Linked DNA regions of Drosophila melanogaster: region 2 is linked to region 1. The links are chromatin contacts, called in public Hi-C maps. All regions are on one chromosome and are shown on one strand. The core of a region is the stretch at or near the end of the contact, and the rest is flanking DNA. Distances in the headings are between cores, read along the strand shown.

Region 1 (2,612 bases), core at 33-2,532:
GCAAATTTCAAATCCATATTTCTCCATGTATAAATATATATTTAAATTGCTCAATTCCCAGCTGAGTCTGCCAATAGGTTGAGTGTTATTTTATATCAAAGGGCATTCAATATAAAACAATTCAAAACGTATCTGGGCATTTATATATTTAAAAACTGCGTTTATTTATGAGGTTTATATAAAGAAACAGTTTAAGAATAGAAAAATGTAATAAACTTCTGTTACCATGCCGACCATTTGGCACTCATTTAACCACTGTGCCTCTAAAATCAAGGACTCTCGATGGCTGAGCTAAATTTTTTGCACATTTGCGGGTTTCTTGCGCACAATGGTCAAAGGGGCGCGAATCAAACGGGGGCCTTGACTTTTGCACTTTTGGCGAATTTTTTTTACAGCAGGACATACAGCAAATCGGACGGAGGATAAAACAAGAACCAAAAAGAAAGATACAAGGCACAAATACCGAAAGACAAGTAACTCACCACGACGGGGGGTGTCGCCGGAGGTGAAGGTGGATAAACAGGAATTTCTGCCTGTTCTGTTTTGATTTTTCGCTATCTCTCTCTTTCGCTCAGCTGCTTCTGCTTCTTCGGTTTGTTTATGTGTAATCCTTTTGTTTCTTTCGATTTTGGCGCGCAATTTTCCTTTTTTTTATTGCTATTGTTTTAGTTGTTGCTAATTACTAATTTGCAATGCAATTTTTCAAAACACGCGAAGCCGTTTTGTTGTGGCCGTTGTTATTGTTGCGTTGGCCGTGTGATTGCGGTTATAGTTGTCGTTGCGTTGTTGTTGGTTGTTGCTAGTTGCTGTTGTTGCTTTTGCAACTTTTTCACAATTTGCATTTCACGTATTTTTGCAGCAGCTTCGACGACTTTGACTTTGTTGCACAAACACAGGCGGAAAAACGGCCACACACTAACGAACTGAAAACAACAAAACAATCCGAGGAAGCTGCTGGCGTCTCTTTTCCTTCGATTTTTTCCCAAGATTGCCAATCCGATTTTACTGCCTGATTTAGTGTACTTTCGCGAATCTATAGTTATTTCCGCAGCCAGTCATTCAAAAACGAAAATGTAAACGAAACAGTGGGTTTACATTAATATATCATCACATAAATATGGGTTTTTTTGAATCCCAAAAGCATCTCGTGTTACTTAGCGCGACAAATCGGTTTCCGACGTATACTCGTTCGCTGAGATGTTATTCCACAGTGGTATTTAATTTGTTTTTACTCTTCATGCGAGGAAAGCACCGTACGCGCACGCTGCTCAAAACGGAATGAAAACAAGAGCTGTCGCATCGTTTCAGCCGAAAAATACCGAAGCATGCTGAAACTTCGAAAAATACCGCAAGCGAGAAACGATGTTTTTTCATCTATGGCAAGTCGACGTCTATTACCCTTTCGATTAATAGAAATAAAATATTGCATATTTATTGAAGTAACGAAGTTTGTTGCATCCCAGAGTTTTGTTAAGGCATAAATAAAGTTCCATAAGCAATTTAAAGACTATTTAATTAAATTGATTTCTAATTGGCATATGAACGAACATTTATTGGTCGTCCAGTTTAGAGTACATATTTATGTACAAATCGAAGTAAATTTTTTATAATATTAACGCACGGTTTATCAATGGCACAAACCATCAGCGATTCCCAAGCCATCCATTTTTAGCTATGTTATAGCTATAGAAAAAGCAATCACAAGCAAAATTAAAGATAATAAACAATATTAAATTTAAATGGCCTGAGAACAGTGGAATGCATTTTTATGACAGGCTTTCGAACTCCGTACATAAAGTACATTTACCGTACCGACCCAACAAAGAAGTGGCGCCGATAAGCACAATATTTAAAAACCGATAGGCACACGTTATTTGACTTTTTGTCTGCAAAAGCTTTCTCGTTTTAAGGAGCTTTGATTTTGGCATCACCTGCAACAAAAGCGGTTTTCAGTTTAGTTAGCCTCTTTCTCACAAACAAGTCGGTTGTTTTTGCGCTGTTGGAGGAGTGAAATTCTTAGCCGCGCTATTGTTTTTGTTGTTTGCGTGGCGTTGTGTTTATAACAATAACAACAAGTGATTATCACTGGAAGACATGTTCTGTTCAAGTAGCTAAGCATATGGCTGGCTAAGAAAAAAAACACAAGGGTTATAACCCTTTTTTGGCCGAAATACGAGACTGTCCTCCGGGGTTACTTCATTCGGTCTGTTATTTTGGCCACCTCCCAGTTCCTTCAAAATGGTTCGGTGGAGCGCGCGGTCGCGGCGCCAAGCTCGCCAGGATAAAGTGGAGCTATTGGCCAGAAACAACAAAGTGAATGGCGAGGACGATACCTCCGATAACGGTACGTGCCAGGGGTGTCCTCAAAAGGAGAATTTTAAGCGAAGTTCATACGAAATTCCAAACTATCATTTTATTGTTGTTTCTTTTTCCTTTAAGGCTCTGTTAATAAAGTTTTAATTTTGAAGATTTCAGTTGTTTAAATAGTTAAAAGATTTACAAACTAAATATTTCAATTCATATTCAAAAAGTGAAACGAGACAAGAGTTATGTTGCATTTCAGTAAGCCTGCTTGAAGTAAATATAATGATTTGTACTCATAGCTAAGAATA
Region 2 (2,612 bases), core at 74-2,573, 120 kb before region 1:
AACAATTATGAACTTTAATACTTACAGGTCTTACGACAGTCCTCACCCGTCAGCTTTCCCAGGCTCCAGCCTTCAACGAAACCCTGCTAAGTACCCAGGAAGTGTATCAGGGAATCCTGAAACGTGGCTCCGTGGAATTTCTGCTCCACGCAGGCCGTTCCCAAGCCAGCAGCTTTAAATTGGGCATCTACACTGCCGGCTTGGGCTCGCTGGTAGGCGATGGTGACTCCGGCGATGGAAATGATGCAATCCCGGCGGATGATGAGTTCAGCGAAGACGAAGCGGTCACCGCGGGCATGGAGATCAGTGTGCAGGGTGCTCAATTGCGACCCCTAGTATTCTTCAGCGGTCAGACCGAGCTAATGGGTCACGTGTGGGGAGGAAGTGCCTCGGACTCAACGCCCGCTTACCAGGCAACCACTTTGTCCCAGGATAACGAGCACTACATAATCCTGACCTCCGGGGCGACGCTCCACTGGCGAGTTCTGGGCGCCAGGAGTGTGGATCTCAATGGCAAGGTGGGATTCAGCCTGTGGAATCGAAATGCCCAGACGGAAATCCAGCAGAAGTAAGTGAAAAAGCCAAAGCATTTGATTGGAATGTTATTTAACTCACGATTAACTTTTGGCTTATAGCACTGGCAGCGCTGTTCTTGGTCATTTGGCCGTTGGCTTTACGTATGCGAAATTAGTGCAGGATTTCAGCATCACCCACGAACCAAAGTTGAGTCTGAATGCGGACTTGGACTTCTACAGCGGCATTAAATTGTGCATGCAACTCCAGCGACCTGAACAGCTTCTCAAGTAAGTTTGCTAGAACTATTTTAATGACTCACATGCTAATTGAAAGCCTCCTTCACAGACAAACCAACGTTCGTTCGGTTTTCCTGCAGTCTGTTGATCGTCCTTATGCCAAACATGTGCGCTCTACACTCTCCCACAAAACTGCCGGCTGCACTTTTGCCCTCAACCAAAAAAACAACGAAATGTGCAACCTCATTTTTAGGGACTTGTAGATTCTACTCAAGAGATTATTGGAGATTCCTTGCATAAAAACTATATTTCTATGTGAAAACTCAGAGATTAAGACTCGATATAGTTGTAAACTTAAACGAACAAAGACCATTTAATTTTCAAATGCAACAAGTTTTTAATATCTTTTGAGCAACTCGAAAATTACTGGAAAAGTGGAAATGTGCATTTTTTCTCGATTCACAATAGTCACACCTTAGATTTAAAAATCCCGCCCAAGTGCTGCGAAACGCGAAAGGGGACTTATCGAGCTATCGATTGCAAGAGCTACGCATTCCCATCCCTAAATTCCGCAGTACATTCAAACACTACTACGTTGTGCTTCTTCTTCAAACGCGGCATAAAAGAGGTGCACTCCACAAGCACGAAAAGAAAATAACTACTGCAAAAATATCGTCGAACGCACGAGTCATATTAAATAAAGGTTAATAGAAGCAGGCATCGGAAAAGCTTGATTCCGGAGAAGTGAAACAAATTAGGCCACCGAATGGTGCTCTTCTTCTTTTTGTCGGAATTAGAAGGCTCGTCGCACACACACAGTCGCAAACAAATGCGAAATCAAAAGCGTCATCCGATTGTCTAAAGTAAATACTTCTATTTGCAAGCTGAAAGGCGCGACAAATTAAATAGTTCAAACTTAATAAATCGATATTTGTGTCACCAATTTGCGCGTTTAAATCAAGTGCTAAGCAATGTACTAAAATTAACAATTCCCTTGCCTTTTAAACTCATACAAACACAATTGGAGCGAGAAAGAGATGGGAAAGAAGAAGAATTGTTGTTGTTGACGTGTTCTGTTTGTGCTCATGTGTGCGTGTTCGGGAATTTCTGTTGCGTGAAGTTGCAATACCAAAAAAACCACGTGTGAAATGTTCTGCAATTTTTGTAATTTATTCTGCTGAATTGTTATCACTTTTTAAGAAAACAATCTGTAAGAGGCGTTTGCCTTGGCATCTTATTGGCACAACATTTTAACGCAAATTACTACTCCGTACGAAAGCATTAAGAATCATAAATAAATAAAAAACGAGATCTGAAATCTGAAATATGTATATTGAAGAAAGATCTAGAATATCCAAAACCAGGGGCACAGATGGTGACTATTTTTGTGAACTGCATTGTGATAGGGGTACCTTTTTACCACACACACTTGCGCACTTGCTGCTCTCTCCCTATTCTCCCACTTTTTATAACGGTATCACGCACCCTGCTTATCGGCATTGTGAAAATTTTGTTTGGCTTTAAAGAAATTTCCATTCATAATAATTTTGTGTATTTCAAAAGTTGGTTTATTTGCAAAAATATGTATAAATTCATTTGCTAACATTAGTTTTTTACTTGTATGGTTTGGGTGATGCTCTCTCAAACTTCTTTAAGTCTCACTCGTCCGACATCCAACCGCACAGTGGGAAAGTTCTTAATCCTTTCTGCCATTATTTCAGTGCTTAAAACAGGATTTTTTGTGTGAAAAATCCGAATTCACTGATATAAATACACTAAATTGTTGTTATGTTATGTTTTAGTAAAGTTGGAATTAGCTTGATAAAATCATGATTTTATTATTCTTTAGTTTTTTAATAA

Evidence for each region. A called contact is a pair of places that touch in the nucleus more often than the background predicts.
Region 2: a contact with region 1 is called in a Hi-C map of the Kc167 cell line, with 2.0 times the contacts expected there. The contact joins the promoter of CG43739 here to the promoter of CG9328 in region 1. A contact is called at or near these places in 8 of 107 Hi-C or Micro-C datasets (the Kc167 cell line, the S2 cell line, embryonic neurons and 3 more) and 1 of 6 datasets of contacts at active chromatin or transcription factors (the Kc167 cell line).

Annotation. Positions count from the first base shown.
Region 1 is chr2L:20,796,385-20,798,996 of dm6, reverse strand. CG9328 reads right to left here and starts at 1,282. Exons shown (of 3, transcript NM_165344.3): 1 at 483-1,282. It overlaps vari (varicose), which reads left to right and starts at 1,955. Exons shown (of 10, transcript NM_206011.3): 1 at 1,955-2,344. The coding sequence starts at 2,239.
Region 2 is chr2L:20,917,642-20,920,253 of dm6, reverse strand. CG43739 reads left to right here and starts at 1,323. Exons shown (of 11, transcript NM_001273719.1): 1 at 1,323-1,455. It overlaps sky (skywalker), which reads left to right and starts at 1,323. Exons shown (of 11, transcript NM_206017.3): 1 at 1,323-1,615. Mtp (Microsomal triacylglycerol transfer protein) reads left to right here. Exons shown (of 6, transcript NM_136231.4): 4 at 28-568; 5 at 636-803; 6 at 862-1,160. The coding sequence ends at 1,015.